Regions from separate parts of the Sus scrofa genome. Here region 1 is linked to region 2. Evidence: chromatin contacts called from public promoter capture Hi-C data. All regions are on one chromosome and are shown on one strand. The core of a region is the stretch at or near the end of the contact, and the rest is flanking DNA. Distances in the headings are between cores, read along the strand shown.

Region 1 (5,276 bases), core at 848-3,347, 120 kb after region 2:
AGATTCTGGGGATGTCATATATGGTGTGGTGACTTGTTAACAATACTGTGCTGTATACTTAAAAGTTGCTGAGAGTAGATTTTAAATGTTCTCACCTCCACAACAACAAAAAATGGTAATTATATACGGTGAAGAATTACACTCAGAGATGTTGATTGAGTACATCTGAGAACCTGCCTTTAAACAAGGAATTAGGTGACACACAATCAGCTTATGGCAACAAATGCCTTAACCTCACCATTGTTTCTTCATCTGCAAAAAGCTGAAATAACATCACCTGCTTTTGGGGGGTTGAGAGAATTAAGTCTGAAGCCAGTACAACCACTTCTTGTCCCGCCCACAGAGGCCCCCTAAAATGGCAGTTCCTTTCCAGACCTCTGCTCCTGGCAGCGGCCACCCCACTTAGGGGAGTCTCGGAGGGAGCAGGCCATGAGTGCCCCCCCCCGCCCCCCAGCCCCCCCCCGCCCCCTTCCCCCCACCCCCCCCCCCCCCCGCACAGGGGGTGCTGTGCGGTAATCTGACACTTACCAGCAGTCACTGGGAAGGCCAGAGAGATGATGAATTTGCAGGGGACGACGTGGGGCATGTCAGAGGTGAATGTGCTGGCAGGCCGGTCTGAGGACTCGCTGCTACACGGATGGTTAGAGTCCGACTCCTGGGCCCAGGCCCTGACCACCAGGTGCTCCTCCGCCTCACACTGGCTCTCAGACCCGTAAAAGCTACTGATGGACGACATGGGCCCCATGCTGGCCTGGTCCTCATCCTCCCATTCCCAGGCGTGCAGGGACATGCTGCAGAGGCGCTGGCACTCCCGGCTGAGAGGAGTAAAGGCACTCTGTCATCACCGCTGCCCACAGCGGGTAAGCCCCTGACTCTAGCAGGGGAACTATGCTTCTCCTCCTCCCGTGCCTGTCCTGCTCTGGGCTGACTAGCCCAGGCCCAGACACTGCCTGGCACACAGTAGGCACTCAGAGTCAGAATGGAGAACCACAGGCAACGGTGCTGGTGCCATCAGCAATCATGACAATGAGCCAAGCTGGTTTCTCCAACTCAGAGGCCGAGCCTCCAGGCCCCAGGTGCTGGTCCTTTCAAGACTCAGAGTTAATCGCTCGGCATTTCTGGAGCGCCTGCTCCAGGTGAGTGCCTTTTCCCAGGAACCACGGGGGAGGGGTTGAGGAGAGATCCTGTGCTTCTGCTGGGGGGCCTCAGGTTAGCTGTGCCAAAGCAGTGTGAGCTTGCCATTTGGGGACAGCACAAGAACCTGGTCAGGTCAAGAAGGCCGAGGACCCCCTAAGCAAGACACGACTGGACTTGAACTTGCTGGGTCCTGGAGGCCGCATGCCAGAAGATGCTAAGAAGGGACTGCTCAGATGGAGCCGGGGACAGGGCGCTGCGGGGGTTACCTGCAGCACCTGCGAGCGGATGCGCTGGAGCTGCGTGGACTTGGACTTCAGTGTCAATCCACTGACACAGCCGCCTAGGAGAAGAGGCTCCAAGGACGCTGTCTGTCCACGCGAGGAGGCTCTCGCAGGGAAGCCTTTGAGACCCTCCGCGCAACTGTATTTGGCCGTTGCTAGGCATTGCAACAGCTCCGGGGGCGGGGCTCCGCTCCGGGAGGCGGGACTTCCCTCCTCAGCCTCTGGTCCCCGGCAGGCAGACGTACTGACAGGGTCCCAAAGATAAGCGTATCCAAATGCAGAACCAGTTGCCTTCAGTCATTCACTCATCCATACAGTCTTTAAGGAATCTCTGTTCTGAATGTGAGCACCTATTATCTGCCTGACCCTCACCTTCAGAACCGGGGAGAGTCGTTGCTGGCTCCCCACCTAAACTCCATCTACCTCCACTTCCCGTTCTGTGATGATGGAGAAGGAAGCTCTGCAAACACTGATCACCCCTCCCACCCCACTGTCCTCTCATACAGACTTTGCCTTTGTCGTTGATACCCCTAAAATATCACGAGAATTCTGTTTTGTTATCATGAGCCCCCAAAATCAGAGAGGAGGAAATTGAGGCTTAAAGGGATGAAGCCATTTATCTGAGGCTACACAAGTGCGTGGCAGCACCGGATTGAAATCCAGCCTATCTGATCCTCCCCCGCTCCCAGCTCCTGTCGAGAAGAGCAGAGAACACTGAAGGGGTGGGGGGAAGAGACACATCACAGAGGCAGCTGACCAGAGAGGGGCGGGTCGGGGCCGGCTTCATGGAGGAAGAGACAAAAGCCAGACTGTGGGGTTTGGCAGACAGTGAAAGCATGAGAGGGCATTTGAGACAAAGGAAACAGCATAAGCCAAGGGCCAGCGGGATGAAAACAACTGGCAAGGTCAGGGAAGCCATGAAGAGTCTGAAGTCGGGGTGGAGGGGGGGGTGCTGGTTCAGAGGCGATCTCCAGTAGTTTAATCAAAAAGGGGAGCTGGAGTTCAGTCGTGGAGCAGCAGAAACGAATCCAACTAGGAACCATGAGGTTGTGGGTTCCATCCCTGGCCTTGCTCGGGGGGTTAAGGATCCAGCGTTGCCCTGAGCTGTGGTGTAGGTCCCAGACGCGGCTCAGATCTGGCGCTGCTGTGGCTCCGGTGTAGGCCAGCAGCAGTTCTGATTAGACCCTCGTCTGGGAACCTCATGCCGCGAGTGGGGCACTAAAAGGACAAAAGACAAAAAAAAAAAAAAAAAAAAAAAAGCGGGGATGGAGGTGGGGAGCTGAGGCTACACACACACACACTTAACAGGCCCTGGCTGAGAAAGAACCTATCCATAGCGGGAGAGCAAAACTATCTGTCTATTGATGGACATTTAGGTTGTTTCCATGTCTCAGCTATTGTGAATAGTGCTACGATGAACATAGGGGCTCATGTATCTTTTTCAATGAAAGTTTTATCCAGATAGATGCCCAGGAAAGGGATTGCTGGATCATATGGTAGTTCTATATTTAGTTTTCTGAGGAATCTCCATACTGTTTTCCATAGTGGTCGTACCATAGAAGCAACCTAAATGTCCATCAACAGAAGATTGGATAAAGAAGATGTGGTACATATATACAATGCGGTATTACTCAGCCATAAAAAAGAAAGAACGTCATTTGCAGCAACATGGATAGACCTAGAGATTATCATACTAAGTCAGAAAGAGAAAGACAAACCATATTATATCATTTATATGTGGAATCTAAAATATGACACAAATGAACATATCTATGAAACAGAAACAAACTCACAGACATAGAGAAGAGACTCGTGTTTGCCAAAGGGGAGGCAGTAGAGAAAGGAAGGATTGGGAGTTTGGGATTAGCAGATGAAAACCAGTCTTCTGTATATATATGTGGGTGTGTGTGTGTGTGTGTGTGTGTCTTTTTAGGGCTATACCTGTGACATATGGAAGTTCCCACGCTAGGGGTTGAGTCAGAGCTATAGCTGCCGGCCTACAACGCCACAGCCACAGCGACATGGGATCCGAGCTGCGTCTGCCAACACCACAGCTCACGGCAATACCATATCCTTAACCCACTGAGCAAGGCCAGGGATCAAACCTGCATCCTCATGGATACTAGTTGGGTTCGTTACTGCTGAGCCACGATGGGAACTCCAAACTAGTCTTTATAGGATGGATAAATAACAAGGTCCTACTGTATAGCACAGGGAACTAAATTCAGTATCCTGTGATAAACCATGATGGAAAAGAAAATGATAAAGAATGTGACCATATGTATAATTGAATAACTTTGCTGTACAGTAAATATTAATACAACATTGTAAATCAACTATACTTCAATAAAATTTAAAAATAAAAATTAGGAATTGCCGTTGTGGCTCACCAATTTAAGAACCTGCTAGTGTCCCTGAGGATGAGGGTTCAATCCCTGGCCTTGATCAATAGGTTAAGGATCCAGCATGGCTGTGAGCTGTGGTGTAAGTAGCAGATGTGGCTCAGATCCAGCATTGCCATAGCTGTGATATAGGCCAGCAGTTGCAGCTCCGATTTGACCCCTAGCCTGGGAACTTCCATATACATCATGTGTGGCCCTAAAAAGAAAAAAAAAATTAAATAGGGAGTTCCCACCAAGGTGCCATAGATTAAGAATTTGTCTGCAGCAGCTCAGGTTACTGCAGGGGGTCAGGTTCAATCTCTGGCCCATCATAGTGGGTTAAAGGGATTTGGTGTTACCACAGCTGCGACTTGGATTCAATCTTGACCCAGGAACTTCCATATGCCATGGAAGCAGCTGTAAAATAAAATAAAATAAAATTTAAAAGTAAATATATAAACAAGCAAACTGAGCCTTAACAGCTGTGAGGAAAAGTCACCAAATGGCAGTGAGCTCCCAGGGTGGGGCAGGCGGGGGTTAGGACTCAAAGACTCAAGTTCTCACCACTGATACCTTCTCTGTCTGGCAGCCTGGAGAGTACCGTCCACAAGCAAGGAAGTGCTAAACACACATACACAAGGTTGGAAGGGGAAAGGCTACTGGAATACACCAGCTCCTAAAAGGCCCCATTAACAAGAGCAGGCCAGTCCTGGGACAGATAGCAGGCCTCCTGCCTCTCGGGTGCCATCTGCTGCCTAAGGCTGGTTTTGCTCCCAAGGCTCTCTGATCACATCATTACCAAAGAAGGCACCAATCTCCTCACCACCTCCTCTGGGGAGAGCCTGACCTCAGAGTTGAGAAGCAGTAGGTCTTGGACCAATGCCTGGTCCCGGATGTGCATCAGAATCAGCCAGGACCATGTCCAAACTTCAGTTCTGGAGTTCCCATGTGGCTCAGTGGTAACAAATCTGACTAATATCCATGAGGACACAGGTTCGAACCCTGACCCTGTTCAGTGGGTTAAAGATCTGGCATTGCCGAGAGCTACGGTGTAGGTCACAGCTGAGGCTCTGATCCCGCTGTGGCTGTGGTTTAGGCCAGCAGCTGCAGCTTTGATTCAACCCCTAGCGTGGGAACTTCCATATGCCACAGATATAGACAAAAAAAAAAAAAAAAAAAAAAAAACCTGAAATTTCAGTTCTGAAGCTTTACTCCAGACCTGTGGAATTGATTCCCCAGAGGTGGGGCTTAGGAACTGGTGACAGATTGTATTTTCCAAACACCTCAATAGACTCCTTGTGATGTCAATACACTTCCCTTCTGGTGGCAGGTCTAGGCCCCTCCCCCTTGAACCCAGACAGAACTTTGGTACCACCTCAGCCAAGAGAGTATAGTGGAAATGACAGTATGTGACATCTGAGACCAGGTCATACAAATTCCATGTACCTCTGACTTGTTCTTTGGGGTGCTCACTCTA
Region 2 (5,523 bases), core at 141-2,640:
TTCCTCGTAACCTGGAATCCGATCCCAGATGTCTGACGCCTTTGGCTGGATGTCCTGAAAACCCACTCCTGTCAGCCTTTTGTAGGTAGCAGCTAAGATGGGAGCTATTTGTAGGGCAGTGCTGGGTACTTACAGTGTACATACTAGAATCTGGCAGCAAGAGAATATTGGATCTTTGGGGGTAAAGGAAAAAAAACTATTCAGTACAGTGTATTGCAGGGAAAATACACAATTAGGTCTTCAGATGAGTTTTACCTATTTATCTCTCCTGGAAATTACAACAGGGAAAAAATGAATTCAAGTAAATGCCAAGTTCTATTAAGTAATTAAGAGGAGTAATTTTCCTTTAAAGAGAACAGACAGAGCAATTATCAATAATTGTTGATTTAATGCCAAGTCTCCGTGGTCCTGTAACCTGAATTTACAACATCCAGGAATGATGCAGAGAGGATTTTTTCATGCACTCCATTCCCATGATCACATGTGACTGTATAGGCCAGGGCCTTCAGGGAGGCAAGCCAGGTAGAAATGATACGAGAACAAAAAAGGAGAACAGATATCAGTCTCTGCCTAGAAAATCACAATGTGGTCTGCTAGGTATTGAGCTTTAATGGCAAGCAAACTTTATTCTCTATCAGTTCAGGCTGAGTGTGCACTGAGGTATGGGGTTAGGACTTCAACAAATGGTTTTTGGGGGAGCATAGTTCGACCCATAACACCTCCTTACCTTTGTGGCTTTCAACAAGCTAGTGACTCCATGTTTCCATAATAAGTAATGTACCCAAAGGGGGACAAATACACATCGTAATAGTGGACAGCATAATCTAGTGTATGAGATAAAATTATTCTTTGAGGATACCCCTCTACAAAGATCTCTGGACAGTAAGGTATCAGCCAACTTCTCTCTCAGCAGGAAATGCACTGGTGACAACTGCAGGCTTACCTTGAGCCCTTCAGTTGGAACACTCAAGAGGATCTGACACAGGATCGGATTACCTGATTGATTGATTATGCTTATTGCGGCCAAAATGCACACCAGCTTAAACTTAAATCCCAGCAATATAACTTTTCCTTAATGCACACCAGCTTAAACTTAAATCCCAGCAATATAACTTTTCCTTTGTTTTGCCCAAGGGGTTAATTCACAGAAGCAACGGTTACCAAACGTTGCCTTGTGAAGCTGAATGCTGAAACCCGCAAATACTAAGCAGTGATGAAGAACCCAGGTGACAGGCTTTGAAAATACTAAGCAGTGATGAATAACTCAGGTAACAGGCCACCCCCGCAGCGCCGCCGCAAGACTCCGCTAAACTGACAGCGACTCCACCCTCTGTCCGAAGCCCGAGGCCGCGCAGGCGCAAAAGCGGCCAGAGAGAGCAGGCGCCTGCCGATGGCGTCATAGGGCGGTGCGAGCTCGCAGCACGTGAGTGAGGCGCTGGGAAAGCAGTAGAGGCATCTGCACGCAAGCAATCCGTCTCTGGCGTGATGAACTGTTGCGGGCTTTTCCTGCGCTCGGCGGCGGCGGCGCGCTCCTGCCGAGCCCTCGTGGCCTTTGCCGAGAGCCGGCGACTGCTGCGCACCAGTCAGCCCAGCCGAGCTTTCGCCAAGGAGCTCTTCCTGGGCAGAATCGAGAAGGTAATGCAGAACCTCCCGGTCGTCCTTGCTCTCTACCTCTTGCTTTCTGCCCTTTTCGGGAAGGCCGGTCGATCCCGGTCAAAGTCTCCACAACTGCCTGACAAACGCTCATGCGAGCAGGTGTGCTAACTCTTCGACTCCCCTGCAGGCGGGGCCGGTGTTCTAACTAAGGTCTCCAGGTCGCTTTGGGAAACCCCAGGCGAGGTGGACGCTAAGCAACCCTCGACGCAGTGTTCTGGCCCCGAACTTTGGGGGCCTTCCTCTCTAATTCCTTCACACAGTCCACGCCCAGCCGCCCCTCTGTCGGCTTCCACAGCCAAGTCCCCGCGCCTCACCCCGCCTATCAGGTTCCTCTGAAGACCGGTCCCCAGGCGCCTTCCCCACCCAACCCTTAGTAGCCGTTTGCACTAAGCACTTACCAGGCTCTTAACAGTCGAAAGACTTGGATTTAACATTGGCTCTGTGACTTTAGGCCCCAGTTCTTTCAAACTTCAAATGGATCTAGCGTTGTGTTCTGCCCTCACAGATGTGTTGCAAAGCCCCAGTGAGATGTATATGTGTGGAAATGCATTTAAACTGTACGATACGGTGCAGATGCAAGAGGCAGCAGAGTAAGTGGTCAGTGCTGGCTTCAGTACCTGCTAGTCCCGTGCGTTGGGGTTACTACTGTGAAGTGCCTCCGTGTGATCATACACAAAATAGGAGCAAAAACTGTTCTCGACTCCCTCCTGTAGGTTCCCCCCAAACAACAACAAAAAAGATATGTAAAGCACTTTGAGCTTGGCTGGAATCTGTGCATCCTTGATGTAGCTGATATGTATTAGGGAGTTAGTCCCTGGTTTCTCTAGAACATTCTCTAAGGTGGTCAGGCATTACAAATGCAGAAGCTGACACTCAGACTGGAGTGATTTGCCCTGGTAGGAAGTACAAAACTAGGCCTTTAAAGTTAGGGAAACCATTTTTCCCAGAACCTGAAGCTGTGTGGTCCTGGGACCTTGTGCTTTGCCGCCAAGGTGAAGAAAGAACACAAATCTTTCTTGCTTCTTTTACTCCAAACCTCTGGCAGCACCTCCTCATCCTCATCTCACCTGTTGGCTTTGCTTCCCTTTGTTCTGAGAAAATATGTGCTGTCAGGTCAGAACTTCCACCCCACCCCCACCATGTGTGCCCATGTGGTCTACCTTCTCTATCAACGTGGGTGGACCTTAACTTCCAGCAAAAGCCACCTAGACCCCAAGTCTTTTCAACTACTCCAGGGCCTTAATTGTCTCCTTTCTCTTCTGCATCATCACTTGTTACCTTCCGCTGCAGCTTGAACGCATACCATTCAGGCTTTGACCAGTCCACTGGTGCTCTCTCATGCACGCCTGTAGTGACCTCCTTGTTGTTGCATCTGTGGTCTTGTTCTCTTGGAAAGGTACTTTGTCTCCTCAGAGAAGGAATTCAGAAACGAGATGGAAATTCAGAAAGTGAAGTGAGGATTTATTTAAGTGAAAATACACCCCAAAAGGATGGGCAGGCAGACAGGCGAACAGCTGCCCTGGGTGTCATTGGCAGGATGGTTCTGAGGGGTGTGCAAATGAGTGGTCAAATACTCATTGGAAGGAGGGACTTGGGTTTGTATCCCCTGATTTTCATTCCCTCTCCACTTTCCCGAAGGGAGGAGGGATGTTTGTCCTTATTTAGCCTTGATTGGAAGTATCAAGACGTCTCTCCATCATGGAACTTATTATTTGCAAGGCTTATTTTCTTATAATTAGGTCATGTTGAGCAACAGGTTACATTTTGATTCTGCAGATTCATGCCTTTACCCATCATTCTTTGTCTGCCTTCAGGACACTTAACACCCCAAATATGTGGTTTCTTGCCATTTCTGGAGGTTCCTGCTTTTCATTGTCCCCCATGGACCCTCGCTGTTTACAAGATACATGGTTTCCTGCCACCTGGCCTGGTGCTTCCTTTTCTCTGCTCACACCTACCTACCTGCCTGCTGTAAGTCTTTTCTCAGTCCTCACCTTACTTGACCCATCACTGGCATTTGACACAGTTCATCATTCTTGGCTTTTAATTTTTTTTTTTTTTTTGCTTTTTAGGGCCACACCCATGGCACATGGAGGTTCCCAGGCTAGGGGTCGAATTGGAGCTACAGCTGCCAGCCTACACCACAGCCACAGCAATGCCAGATCCAGGCTGCGTTTGCCACCTACACCAAGTTCACAGCAATGCGAGATCCTTAACCCACTGAGTGAGGCCAGGGATTGAACCTGCAACCTCATGGTTCCTAGTCGGATTTGTTTCTGCTGTGCCACAACAGGAACTCCCATCATTCTTGACTTTTAAATAACTGTTCTCTCCTGATTTTTTTTTTTGTCTTTTTGCCATTTCTGGGGCTGCTCTCACGGCATATGGAGGTTCCCAGGCTAGGGGTCAAATTGGAGCTGTAGCCGCTGGCCTATGCTGGAGCCACAGCAATGCAGGATCTGAGCTGAGTCTGCAACCTACACACAGCTCACGGCAACGCCGGATCCTTAACCCACTGAGCAAGGGCAGGGATCGAACCCACAACCTCATGGTTCCTAGTTGGATTCGTTAACCACTGCGCCACGACGGGAACTCCTCTCCTGATTTTTTTTTCTACGTCACTGGCTGGTCCTTCTCAGACTTCTTTGCTGGTTCCTCCTTGGCTCCTTGACCTCTATAAACATTTGCTAAAATTTCCAACTGTCCCAGTTGGAGTTGGGAGTTTTCTGAGGCTTTTTGTGGACCTCACTTTTCATCTATAACCATTCCTCTGATGATCTAATTTGGTATCATACTGTCAATATTCTGAAGATGCACATGTACTGCTGTAGCTCAGATTTCTCCCCTGAACTCCAGGCTCTCTCTCTTTCTCGCCTTTTTCTTTCTTTCTTTTTTTTTTTTTTTTTTCCTTCTTTTTTGCCTGCCAAGCAACATACAGAGTTCCTGGGCCAGAGATCACAGCTAAGCCGTAGCTACAGCCTACACTGTTCAGGCTCTCTTTATGTCTGTCTTTCTACTCAGAATCTGCACTTGGATGTTACTAGGCATCTCCAATCTAGTACATCTAAAACTATCCCCAGCTCTCTCCCTAATCCTGCCCTGACCCCTGATCTTCATATTGGAGATGGGGTTGTTCAATTTTTGAGGCCAAATAGCTAGAGTCACCCTTGACGCCTCTCATAATCCACATCTAATCTGGCAGCAAATCCTGTTTTCTCACCTCCAGGTTATTTTTAGATGACTTTTTTTAAAAAGTTTTATTGAAATATAGCTGATTTACAATGTTGTGATCATTTCTGCTACAGCAGTGATTCGTTATACATATATACATTTGCATTTTTTTGCAGATTCTTTTCCCATATACACTTGATCTTAGCCAAAAGGCCGAGAAGCGATTCTTTTCCCATATAAATTATCGCAGAATATTGAGTGATAGAGTTCCCTGTGCTATACAGCAGGTCCCTGTTGTCCATCCACTCCATATATAGTACTGTGCATATGCCAGTCCCAAACCCCACGTCCACCCCTCCCTCTTCTCCACCTGTCCTCTTAGGTAACCATTTGTTTTTGAAGTCTGTAAGTCTGTTTTCTGTTTGTAAATAAGTTCATTTGTAACTTTTTTTTAGAGTCTACATATGTGATATCATATGGTATTTGTCTTTCTGTCTGACTTCATTCACTCTTATAAACTCTGGTTCCAACCATGTTGCTGGAAATGGCGTAACTTCTTTTTTATGGCAGTAATAGTCCAATATATATGTGTATCACATCTTCTTTTTTTTAAGTTTTATTTTTTTCCCTTTGAAATGCAGTTTTTCTCTCCTGTGGTTTCACACAGCCCTGGAGTGGTAAGGAGTTTGAGAAACA

Evidence for each region. Promoter capture Hi-C pulls out the DNA fragments that hold promoters and counts their contacts.
Region 1: a promoter capture Hi-C map of liver shows a contact between it and region 2, with 6 times the contacts expected there. The contact joins the promoter of KIAA1257 here to the promoter of ACAD9 in region 2. A contact is called at or near these places in 3 of 5 promoter capture datasets (fetal liver, fetal skeletal muscle and liver) and 10 of 47 Hi-C or Micro-C datasets (brain, embryonic fibroblasts, fetal liver and 4 more).

Annotation. Positions count from the first base shown.
Region 1 is chr13:71,491,187-71,496,462 of Sscrofa11.1, forward strand. It overlaps KIAA1257, which reads right to left and starts at 2,098. Exons shown (of 16, transcript XM_021069402.1): 1 at 1,404-2,098; 2 at 529-815. The coding sequence starts at 790.
Region 2 is chr13:71,373,536-71,379,058 of Sscrofa11.1, forward strand. It overlaps ACAD9 (acyl-CoA dehydrogenase family member 9, mitochondrial), which reads left to right and starts at 1,391. Exons shown (of 18, transcript XM_021069406.1): 1 at 1,391-1,635. The coding sequence starts at 1,486.